Linked DNA regions of Ovis aries: region 2 is linked to region 1. A link is a contact called in public Hi-C data. All regions are on one chromosome and are shown on one strand. The core of a region is the stretch at or near the end of the contact, and the rest is flanking DNA. Distances in the headings are between cores, read along the strand shown. Region 1 holds the start of PRSS23 (serine protease 23). Region 2 holds the start of ME3 (malic enzyme 3).

Region 1 (6,159 bases), core at 1,038-3,537:
GCCCCAGTTTGAGTTTCCCTGGGACTGCTCACAGTGCCTTGCATTGATAGGTGCTTTGTAAGTCTCTTCCCGCTTTTTCTCCTTCTAATTCCTTCCCTGGTTCTTCTACTAAGTGAGGTGTTTGACTGTTAACAGTGTTTCTCTAGTTGGGAGCTATAGACCCTTGGAGACCCATAATTTAATTTTTTCATAGTTATGATTTTTAAAAATGAACATAAACACATTCTGGGTCACTGGGATAACCGCCTGATACCAAGGACTGCCTTGTGATCTCAGTGCCTCTGTGAGCTCTGCCTTGACACCAGCAGTCACCACCCTCCTCATTACACTAATAAGAAAGGGACAGCACGAAGTTAATCTCGAATGATACATGCAACTCAAGTGAAAGTCAACTATTACAATGACACAGGGTGTGAACAGAAGGGACGTAGCTGGAAGGGAGGAAAGAGGTGAGAAAAGTGACTCAGTACAGGGCACTGGCCACACCATAAGACTGGTAGAGCCACCAGAACCCGGACGTACTCACTTCCGGGCCAAAGATACACGACGCGTGCAGCAGCTGCGTGCAGGCGTGCTAAGTCACTCCCATCTGTCCGGCTCTTTGCCACCCTATGGACTGCAGCCCACCAGTCTCCTCTGTCTAGGGGATTTTCCAGGCAAGAATCCTGGGGTGGGTTGCCACACCATCCTCAGGGGATCTCCCTGACCCAGGGATCCAATCCAGAGTCTCTTATGCCTCCTGAGTTGGCAGGCGAGTTCTATTGAGTAAACATCAGTAATTTAAATTTTATAGTTCTGGGAGAAGGACTTTATATTTGATGTACAAATTTATTTTTGCTTTATTCCTGGCTTGTTCAAAAGCTATAACACAAGTTTATATCTGGTTTTATATTTATAGCTAGCAATGCAACATTTTGAAAGAAAATAATTTAAGCCAAGCCTGCGGAGGCTGAAGATACTTTTGCCTTTAACACAGTGCCCTCAGGTTTTAGAATCACCAACAGTGACAAGCACATCAGTGACAAATGCGAGCACCCTGGGTCTGTCATTAACACACTGGTGTGAAATAGCCTGTGAGACCCCTCTCTTTTTGACAGCAGGCTTTGGTGGGAGAAATTCTTTCTCTGGTGGCTCAGACGGTAAAGAATCCGCCTGCAATGCAGGAGACACAGGAGATGAGGGTTCGATCCTTGGGTCAGGAAGATCCCCTGGAGGAGGGCATGGCAACCCACTCCAGTATTCTTGCCTGGAGAATCCCATGGACAGAGGTGCCTGGGGGTCTACAGTCCATGGGGTCGCAAAGAGTCTGGCATGACTGAGGAACTAACACATGGGTGGGAGAAAGGAAAGGCAGGCTAAATGGCTTCATAGAAGAAAAAAACGTGACCTTAGTGCATTGGGGCAAGTCATTCAACTGAGAAAACCCTCCTCCTGGGCCTTACCTGTCAGAGGGGTAATCAGTACTTTCTCCAGCTGAACCGTGGGTCCCTTGCAGTGACTCAGGGAAGCTGACCCACTGGGCGAGGAGGTGGCTCCACCCGCTGGCGCCCCGATAAAGAGTCGAGGCCGGTGGGCTCCCCAACCAGCCGGTCCCTCGAAGCTGCCTCGCCCCAGCCGCGCTCCGGGCCCGGGGCCCCGCTCTGGGTGCAGCCGGAGGGGATGCAAAGCCTGGGCGGTCCTGCCACCGGGAGGCAGGTTTCCGCCCCTGGGGGGGTCCCCAGAGGCTGGGTGAAGCGGGAAGGAGCTCGGGCATCACCTAAAGACTCTGAAAACTCTCAAAAGTGCATGTGGGGTGAGGAGCGCACAGGATTTGCTTCCAACTCTGCAAACTCGCGGAGGGGTTCTGCGCACACCAGGTGTGGCCCAGAGCCCCGGCGCTAGGCTGTCGACTTTGAGGGGGCTGGTTTTTCCGAGCAGGAGGCGGCGGGCCGGCAGCAAAGGCCTCGGGCTTGCTCCGGCAGGGGGCTCCCCGGGAGCCGGCGCGGGCAAGCGCGGCGAAGCCGGGACAGGGGAGCGCCGGGGGCCACCTGCGCTGAGCCGCGCGCCGCCGTCCTGCAGCCCCGAGCCAGCCTCTGGCCGCGGGGGCGACAGGGGCGGGGCCGCGGGGGCGGCAGGGGCGGGGCCTCGGGGGCGGCAGGGGCGGGGCCGCGGGCGGGGGGCGGGCCGCGGGCGGCGGGGGCGCGGCGTCCCCGAGGCCGGAGGCGGGGCGGCCGGCTTGGGACGCGCAGGGGGCGGACCCGTCGGCCGCCGGCCGGGCTCCCCGGCCCGCCCGCCCCGCTCGCACTTGGTCGCGCCGCAGAGCCGGCATGGGAGCTGCGCGCGCCCTCCCGGCGCCCACACCTGTCTGAGCGGCGCGGCGAGCCGGGGCCCGGCGGGCCACCCGGCGCGGGTGAGTGCGGGCGCGGGCGAGGGGCGCCGGCCCGGGGCGGGGGGCACCGGACAAAGGGAGGGCCTCTGCGCTCAAGGCAGGGGCACTGCGGGCTGCGGGGGCCCCGGAGACCTCGCTTCGGCCACCCTCGGGGCTCGAGGGCTGGGACCCGCGGCCTGCGGGAGCTCCACGGAGACTCGAGACCCGCAGGGCGTTTGGATTTCCACGGTGTCACCCGCGGATGGAGTGGGGAAAAGCAAGTTTTCGCAGCTACCATCTCGGATGCTGGGTGGGAATAGAAAAGAAGCCTGCTCTGGGCATGCTCGCGCGCGCACACACACACACACACACACACACACACACACACACACACACACTTACTTTTTCCCTTGAGTTTTGCAGCAAGGTCTGCAATTCCAGCAAGGTCTGCAAGTTAATTTTTTACCCTGGGCATGTAACTGTGAACACACCTTGGCAAGCAAGGAGAGGGCAGCAAACAGGTCGGAGAAAAGGCCCTCTTCTCTGGCGCTGTGACTGATGGCCGTGCGCTGCGCTAGGAACCGCTGTGTGAACTAGCAACAGTTCTTGGAAGCAAATCTTTCCTCTTCAGCGTGTGGACATTCTTCGTGGGTTCATTTTTAAATAAAAGCTGAAAGAAGTTTTTAAAAATATTTCACAAGAGCGAGAAGAATAATTTAGATGAAGGATAACTCCCACTCCTCTTCGGAATACAAATTCGGCTTGCTTTCAAACATCTCATGAGAAAGCAGCTGATAAAAATCCTGTTTGTTTTATTGCCTTTTGGGTGACACCCGTGAGACTTCAGAAATAGCGCCTAGCTGGTGGAAAGCTCCTGGTTGTTCGGGATCCCTGTTGGCTAGGGCTGCCTTCTGTTAGTTCCTGGAACTGAACTTGAGTGGTCCCTGTGCGGCTCCTTAGGAGGAGATCCGCGAAGGATTGGCGCAGATCGGCCAGTGTCAGTATCGTTTCGAGGAGGCCCTGTGATAAAGAGTTGAATTTGTGGTTTGAAGGCAGCTGTGGCCAAAAGCTGAAAGCCAAATTAATACCAAGCTATTTACTACACTTGTTTCAGAATCATACTTGTGCATAGAGCATTTAAAATAGACTTTATACGTGCACCTCTCAAGAGGTCTGTTAGACAGGGGTGGATTGGAGGTAGAGTGGAGAAGCAGAAACTGCCACAAAAGCCACTATATGTACTTGTGAAAGCGTTTGTGATCATATGCACACCATCTGCATTTGAATAAGTTGTTTCACCTGTATTTTTCCCACTTAAATAAAGTCAGGTGATAACTTGTCATGCTTTCCCACGCCTGAACTGGAACGGAAGCATTTTTCCAAGGTAATTAATATGGACCTCATTTTTGTAACAGTGACAACTTATTCAGGTAGATAGTGAATGTGGGTGCATTCTTCTGTCTGTAGTATAAGTGCCAAAGTTCCCATTAGCGGGCCTGAGAACATTACCGGCCCCTGTCTGCAGTGTTTAAGAGTCTCAGGTTCTCCTGAACATCTTTTCTCATAGCTCCCTTAGGACTGAATCCACTGGCCATTATTCATGCATAACTCTCCCTGACCCTAGGGAATTCTTTTCTCAGGGTCTTACCATTGACCATTTTCTACTATTCTTATTCTGCTGCCAGGTTTGTCCCAGGCTCACTGGGGTGGTTCATTTTGCCTGAAATCTGATAGAGACGAAGTTAAACGTCGTTTGACCACAAGATGATGTTTAAGGTGGCTGGGCTTGTAAATACCCTGCATTTCTTTCCTGTACAAGACTGTAATTCTTAAACCATTATGTGATTAGGTTTGTTTCCCTTTAACAGGTTCAGTGCCTCAGGAAAACGAGAGCGTGCCTGGCTGCGGAGTGTTACCAGAGCTTTGTTCATTTTTAGCTATTTGCTTTAGGAATTAGCATGGTTTTACTGTTCAGTATCCCTGGCCACAGAAAAAACCCTCCACCATCCTTCCGAATGTCATCCAGAGCTTTTATCCTCACAAACTTGCCTGCTCTTTCTTTCTGTCATTACTGTTTATAGTGGTCCCAGGAATTCAGATGTTGTACAACAGAGAACTTATACCCTGAGGATTAGATCTTCCCTGCCAACACTTGTTTGCTGTAGAAGTTATATCACAGTTCCCGAACATTTGCCCTCTGCAGGAGATGCGTGTTGCTGCAGTTTTCGAGGTGCAGAACTGGGAGAGCGTCTCTGCCCACAGCCTCCAGGCAGCACTGTGGTGTGCACAGCTGATCATGAGCAGCGAGCAGCGTCCCCGCCCTGTGAGGTTATCCGTGCACTTACCAAGTGGCAGCATCTTCATAACATATAAATATTTTAAGACAGTGGATAGCAGGACAGTGGCTCATGGTGAATGATGGAACATGGAAAGTGTAACCCTCTTGAGAGTCAGATATACAGAGCTGGAAAAGGAATACTGTTTCCATATTACTAAGCACAGCCAGAAAATATTTGCTTACCTTCATTTTCCGTTCTGCTTTGTCATTTAGGTCAAGTGATGCATGGAAATACTCAGTTGGGAACGTTCAAAGATAATTCTGTATCAAAGGACTCCTTATCCAGTAAAGGCTTAGTCCTAGAAATGAAATGTTATAGACCTGAATCTTCCTCATCGAGAGTTAGATACAAGGATAAGATTTGGAAATCTTCATTCTTTTCTAAGGTGTGAGTTTTCCAGACAGTTCTACGAGGATAAAGTGAGCCATTGGTAAAGGCAGGAGAGAATTAAAAATTATGTACCCATGAGTTACCTTTCCAGTAGTGAGATTATGAATGTGTTCATCTTAGAGTGTTTATGTTTAAATAAATGAAATGGGCGTAGTGAAGGTTTACCTAGAGTTTATAAAAATGGAAACAATAATTGTCTCCTGGGGAATTATTCCAGTATCAGGTGAATGGAGAAATTAATGCAAAATCACCAAGCTAATTTTAAAGTGTTTTATTAATAGGGGAGGAGTCAGGGCAAGGTGTGAATGCCTTAGGAAAGGCCCTGAGTGGAAGTAGCTTGTTGTCTGTCCCCCAACACCACTGTGCACACACATCCTCACTCACCCCCTCTGGGAACTTTTCTAAGAGGTTTCTCACCTAGCCATCCTCCACTCATTCTTGAAAGCCGCCCTCTGCTGGAGGCCTTGGTTTCCTTTGCAAACAGATAAGGGGAATCTTGTCATCCAGACAGGCTAGAGACTAGCATGATAAATTTTCCTTTTCGTTTCCCCTTGTACCTCCACCTTCCACAATTCTTTGAGTAAAAGTTCCTGGGGAAGGGGAAAGGCTCCTGGAAAAACCAGACCTAGAAGACTAAGAGATCATTGTTCAAAACAATTTCTAAACCATCCTAAACATACATTTGGTAAGAGAGTAAGCAACTTATGAAGCTTGTAACTTTAATACCGTTGTCAGTTTAAACCCAGGGGGGACCTGAGAACATATCACTTTATCTTCCAGCTTCTGATCAGGTATTTCAAAACCAAATCAATTTGGAATAATTTGACCTGCATTAATTTTTAAATCTGAATCACAGTTTCTTTTAACATATAGTTGGGTGGGGACTTCCCTGGCTGTCCAGTGGTTAAGAGTTCATGCTTTCAATGTGGGGGCACAGGTTCAATCCCTGGTCAGGGAACTAAGATCTCACTTGCCGCGTGGCCAAAAAAATGAAATGGAGCAAAATAGAATAAAATAATAAAATATATGTAGCTTTCAGTGTTACATAGAAACTTTAATGAAGATATAAAAAATTCTCAGAAT
Region 2 (6,131 bases), core at 1,031-3,530, 140 kb before region 1:
CGAGTGCCTTTCAATCTCTGGATGGTGAGATGGCAGAACAGGAGGCGGGGGCCTGTGGCAGCAACGGGGTGAGAGACTCCCCCTGAGGGAACCTGAAGATGCAGTGGACAACGCAATAGCCGAGCAGGCAGCCGGAGAGCCTGCATCTGTAAGGATGCGATCTGGACTGCTGAGTCAAACTCCCCTGCAGTGCTTTCTTCCTCTGGACATTCAGTTACAGAAGGCTTTTATTCGCTAGGCTAGTTTGAGTTTCCTAACACCTGCCAACAAAGTAAGTCGTAGTTGGTAAAACACCTTACCTATCCCAAAGTAGTAATACACAAAGGATTTAGGGTTTCTTGGAGGGGGGAGCAGGGATCATAGTGTGACAGGTGGAGGTTCAGAGAGAAATTTTCTTTCTTAGCTTCTTCTATTAATTCTGCAGGAAACAATACTTAGCATCTAGATAATTGTTCCTATTTCTCAAAAACACATTTTCCACAACTATTTCCTCACTTGAATTTCACAATCCTGATTCAAAGAAATTATGAAGAATTTTTTTTGGCAGTAACTGCTTCTTTACCTAGCACTTTATATACTGTCAAAATCAAATTCAGGAATTCATCTGATTGTCACAAAGGTGAATGTGGTAGGGATGGTGGGTCTGTCATAACATCCACTTTAAGCTGGAGAAAGTGGAACCTCAGAGAAATTAAACGAGAGGTCCAAGTTAATATGAGGCGGTGTTGGGAGACAGGCTTTAAACCCAGGCCTCTCGATTTTAACACCAATGGTACTAAACTCCACTCCCAGAAACAGATGTGTGTGCCCTTAAGCACTGTGTCAGCAGTGGGCTGAATCTGACCCAAGCACCAGAGATCCAGACCCAGATTTCAGTGGCAGAGTCAGAGCTAACTAGCTGGTGACCTTGGTCACCAAAAGAAGCTTTTCTTTTGTCTTGTTTTCTCATTTGTAAAGGGAAAGGTTTGAATTAGGATCTCTGAGGCCTTTTCAAGGTCTGAATGTTCCATAATTCTAGACTTTCTTGTGCCGGCTCAAATTAAAAATCTTTTTCTCAGAATAATTAGAACCTTAGCTGATATTTGTTCTCATTGGGTGTCAAGGACTGGGCTAAGAACGCTATCTCTGTTTTCTCTTTAAATCTCACAACCCTCCCGACCCAACTGTTTCGCTTTTACAGATAAGGAAACTTGGACGGCCAGAGGTTCAATGAACTGCCCCAAATCAACAGAATCAGCAAGCATCAAGGTGAGCTCTGACTCCAAGTCCGAATGGTTAAGAGGATCTCAACCCAGTCTATAGTTGTTCGTGAAGAAATCAGGCTTCCGCATTATTGGTGACCTCTTTGCAAGCAGAAGAGGGGCGCTAAAAAGCCAAACCGAGTTACACCAAGCTTCCCCTGGAAGGGCGTCTGGGAGGATCCTCCCGGGGCCCCGGGGGCGGGGCGCCCATCCCGCCAGCCCCGGGAGAGCGGCTTGGGCCCTCCTACCCTCTCCCGGTTACCTTGTTGAGATGCGGGTTCCTGGTGACATCGTACCCCCGCTTCTTCAGCGGCACGGGGCGCGCCGGGCGGGCCTTGGAGTGGCAGCCTCGGGCGGGAGCGGGGGTCGGCCAGCTCCGGACAGCGCCGCAGGCCCGGCCGGGCCGGAGAGTCAGCCGCGCGCCGGTGCCCAGCGCGGCGCCCATGGTCCTGGCGCAGACCTGGCACGGGGAGACACCAAGGTCAGGGGGCCCTTCGGGCCGGCCAGGACCCGCGCGCGGCCAGGCACGCGTGCGCGGGGAGAGGGCGGGGGTCCCGCCGGGGCGCAGGCGCCCCCCCTCCCCCGCGGCCCCCCGTGCGGCTCTCGCGGCTCAGCGGCGAGGCTCAGGCCTGGGTGAGCCGGGCCGAAGCGAAAGCAAGCTCAGGAAGCAGATACGGTGCGGGCGGCAGCCCGCGCCTCGCCCGCCTCCATCCCCGCAGAGAGGCAGCGGCGACCCAGCAGCGAGGAGGGTCCCCAAACCTCCTAGTCCGCTCGATGGCGCGCCTCGGTCTCCCCGGCTTCTCCAGCCTACCTGTGCTGCGCCGGGAGCCGCTGTCTATGCGGCCCCGCTGCGGGGCAGGCGGGGCGAGACGCTGCGGGGCCGTTATTCGTCTCCTGCCAATGGCTGGACCGCGCCGGCGGCCGCGAGAGCGCGGAAGCGGGTGCGCCCTGCGAGGCGAGTCCCCAAACCTCTGCGCGCCGCGCGGGGCTTCCCCGGGGGCGCCGCACAGCCGCGTTCGCTTGCCTCCGCGCCGACTGTAAAGGAAGCTCAGGATGCGCCGCGAGCCGCTCTGTCTTGACAAGGCGAGCGCACAGAGCGGGCTCAGCGTTTAGGTGTCAATGGACCTTCTTACAGCCCCAGCATTTGGTCCAGGAGGCCCTTGGCTTCCCGACAAGGAGTTAAAACCCTCAGGCACCCATCTCTGAGCTGCATTGGGCTGCCAAGTATATAGCCATTAGCCTCACGTGGCTCTATACCCTTAAACAAGCTACTTTAAATGGAATAATATTTAAACTCTAGTTCCTTAGGCGCACTAGCCACGTGTCACGAGCTCAAGAGCCACCTGTCCATAGTAGCTTTGGACCTTACAGAGGAGCCTGGCAGGCTACAGTTCGTGGGGTCGCAGAATTGGACACGACTGGGGGACTCAGCACAGCACAGCACAGATACGGAACATTTCCATCTTTGTAGAAAGTTCTAGCGGACAGCGCTAATACAGGGTCACGAGTTACTAAGACATGAATTATTGGGAGCAGATAAGAACCTTGGGCGTCTGTCTCAGTCCTGAATTAATGGTAGATGTTTTCCACCCAGTAACCAGCAAGTCCCTCTTTAACACGAACTTTTCAGTGGGTGTGCAGTAAAACCCAGACTCTTTTTGGTGCTCACGTGTTATCCTGTAGTTATCCTGGCTGCTGCGACTTCCTTTTTACTCTTGTCTCCGTCTCTCTGAGCTCTAGCCACACAGACTCCTCCTCCCTGTGTTTCCGCCTGGGGCCAGCTCCCTGACACCTCAGGGCCTTTGCACTTGCTAAGAGCTTGGAGTGCTCCTGCTCTCAGTTCAGTTCAGTTCAGTCGCTCAGTCGTGTCCGACTCTTTGCGACCCCATGAATCGCAGCACGTCAGGCCTCCCTGTCCATCAACTCCCGGAGTTCACTCAGACTCATGTCCATCCAGTCGGTGATGCCATCCAGCCATCTCATCCTCGGTCGTCCCCTTCTCCTCCTGCCCCCAATCCCTCCCAGCATCAGAGTCTTTTCCAGTGAGTTAACTCTTCTCATGAGGTGCTCAAGTCTCCACTAAATTTTCAACTGGAACACCTTTCCTCTTCTCCATCCAGTGTTAGCCTCCATTAGGGACTATGGTCATGAAGGAGTTTTTCCTTTCTTAAAATTTAACACATCTAGTAATTAGCTTGTCTTCTAATTGTTTATTGTCTGTCTTCCCTTAGAATGTAAGCTTCATGGGGAAAGGCTCTTTGCCTGTAAACCCCTGTATCCTCACTTCTAGCTCAGTGCCTGGTACATTTGTTGTTGTTTAGTCACTAAGTCATGTCTGACTCTTGCCACCCTGTGGACCGTAGCCTTCCAGGCTCCTCTGTCCATGGGATTCTCCAGGCAAGAACACTGGAGTGTGTTGCCATGCCCTCCTCCAGGGGATCTTCCCACCCAGGAATGGAACCCACGTTTCCTATTTGGCAGGCAGAAGACGCCTGCTAAGCCTGGGAAGATGCCAGTACCTGGGAAGCCGCCTGGTACATAGTTGCATAATAAATAGCTGTTGGGTGACGGAACAGAAGTGGCAGTCACTTCCATGGACTGTGAACCCTCAGATTGATGGACAGGTGGCCTGGTCCTCTACACTACCCTTCAAACCTTCCATGTAAGCGGCCTTCAGAATGTGTGCTCTGACTCTGTTCTGAGTACCGAATAGATATCTTAGGACTCTGGGCTGCCCTTGCATGGATTCAGGATTCCCTCCTCTCCTTGAGAAACAGCCATCGCCCCCTTCATTCTCTCCCCTTTCCAGTCCAACCTGCTATTTGCAGCTCAGTAATCTAGATCAGGAGTTGGTGATGGACAGGGAAGCCTGGCGTGCTGCAGCCCACGGGTTCGCAGAGTCGGGCACGACTGGGAGACTGAACTGAACTGAATCTATATAAAAATAGTACTTTCCAAATCAGAATTGAAATTACCTGATAGGGGGATGGGGTGAGGGGCAAGATACAGATTTACAGACCCCCCCCCCCCCGCAACTACAGAAACTCCAATTCAGTAGGGTTTAAATGCCTGTAGTCTGGTTTACTCTCGGACTGTACATTTACATAAACACATAACTGATCCTTTTTTTACCCCTTAAACCTATTTTAGTCAGATTTTTGGTTGCTTGCAACTCAGAGTATTTTTAGCTGATACTTTCCTGTCAACACTGTTTTTATATTTGCCAATCTTCCTACCATCAGCAAACATCTTGAGCGGGGGGTGGTGGGGGGAGAGAGAATGTATGTGTATGTGTGTGTTTCCATCTTTGGTACCTGGCATGTAGTAAATCATCCAAAACCTTTGAATGATTCTAACTTTCCTCAATACAATGATCATTTTCTCACCTGGAGGACATTGAATAGGTAACCTCAGTCATTTGAAACTTAACTAGAAACCAGGATGTAGACAAATGTTCCCAAATAAGCCAGTGTGACTTTTATAAATCTCTTCACTAGAGCACATGCAGCTTATGTCTAAGATTCTCTCATGTGTGCTATATTCCCTTAGCCCAGATGTAAGCCTAACAATATTGTTTTTCTATCACAGGTGTTGATCTTTGGCCAAGTTAAAAAAAAAAAAAAAAGGTGCTAAAGGCAGGTTCACTAGGTGGAATGGCAGAAAGTAGTGATGAGGACAGGGCTGCCCTGTTCCTCACACAGGTTCTTTCTCTCGGGTGCTGTCCGTCTCTCTGCAGAAGCATGAATGTGAAAAGGAGGAGGAGGAAGTTGAGGCCACTGCTTTAGGGAAATGATGTGGATATGGCTCATGTGACATCTACTCGCGTTCTGCAGGTGAAATGGAAGTCATGCAGTCCCATCAGCTACCAGGAAGCCTGGGAATACTGTCTCTAGCAGAAAGGCATGAACACCCTCTGCTAAAGCTCAGTGGGGGCGTCTACTACTAAAAGAACAATGGGAGAATGGGTCCTGGGAACTAGTGGCTACTACTGGTCTGGATATAATACTCATTTTATAGGAAAGTGTTTGCAATGGAGTGTATGCTCAGAAACTGTTCACAATTATTACCGGCAGGTGTGGCTTCCCTCTCTGGTTTCCTGGCGTCTTCCTTAATTTTAGAGCTGAACATAGGATTACAGAGGACAGATTCAGGGCTATGGACATGTTTCAGAACTTTTTCAGCTCCATACTACTCTGACTTCCTTAGCAAACCAGCCCCGTGGTCCCTGTGGTCTGATTCTGCACTATAGAACTCATGAGTCTCTGTAAAAGTTGTCTCCGTCTCTTTGCCTTCACATCCCGTGCTCTGTCTACTGTCAGAAGTTGTGGTTGTGATGCTGCTTCCTGGAGTGGAAGGAAAGGAGTCCCATTCGCATCCTCCCTGGCCAAGGTTCCCATATTCCCAGTGCACTTAGGACCTTTACTCTTTCATTCTGATTGCAGAGACTTGCATATCTATCTGTTGCTCTACAGCACTATACTGAGTTCCTTGAGGAGTGGAACCACCATTTATGATTCTTTGCATCTCCAGTACCTAGGATAGTACCTAACAGTGAGAATGCAACCAGTCTGATGAATTAAATAAAACATATATGAATCAAATTTGTGCATATCCTTCTAAGAGCTGGACTTGTTAAAAACAAATTTGGTGCATTGGTAAAAGGGTGTCAAAGCAGCTTAGGGTTTTAGTTCAGTTGACTGTCTCAAAGCAAGATGACTTGTCTTTTGTAAGCAGATTTTAATGACTCTACCTATAGGTTTAAAACAAAGAAATGAAGGTGCATTAAAATTCATTATTTTTCAGCTAATCCCATTGCTTCACAAATGTATCATATTCTATGCAACATTTTATGAATGTTGTGAATTCTTTAACTCACATTGCTGCCAGGAA

What was found. A called contact is a pair of places that touch in the nucleus more often than the background predicts.
Region 2: a contact with region 1 is called in a Hi-C map of muscle, with 2.2 times the contacts expected there. The contact joins the promoter of ME3 here to the promoter of PRSS23 in region 1. A contact is called at or near these places in 3 of 16 Hi-C or Micro-C datasets (muscle, omental adipose tissue and tail adipose tissue).

Annotation. Positions count from the first base shown.
Region 1 is chr21:8,278,680-8,284,838 of ARS-UI_Ramb_v3.0, reverse strand. It overlaps PRSS23 (serine protease 23), which reads left to right and starts at 2,287. Exons shown (of 2, transcript XM_004019398.5): 1 at 2,287-2,389. LOC121817470 (a long non-coding RNA gene) reads right to left here and starts at 1,970. Exons shown (of 4, transcript XR_006057383.1): 1 at 1,443-1,970.
Region 2 is chr21:8,415,822-8,421,952 of ARS-UI_Ramb_v3.0, reverse strand. ME3 (malic enzyme 3) reads right to left here and starts at 2,280. Exons shown (of 14, transcript XM_042238349.2): 1 at 2,053-2,280; 2 at 1,504-1,701. The coding sequence starts at 1,686. LOC132658336 (a long non-coding RNA gene) reads left to right here and starts at 1,502. Exons shown (of 2, transcript XR_009597802.1): 1 at 1,502-1,722.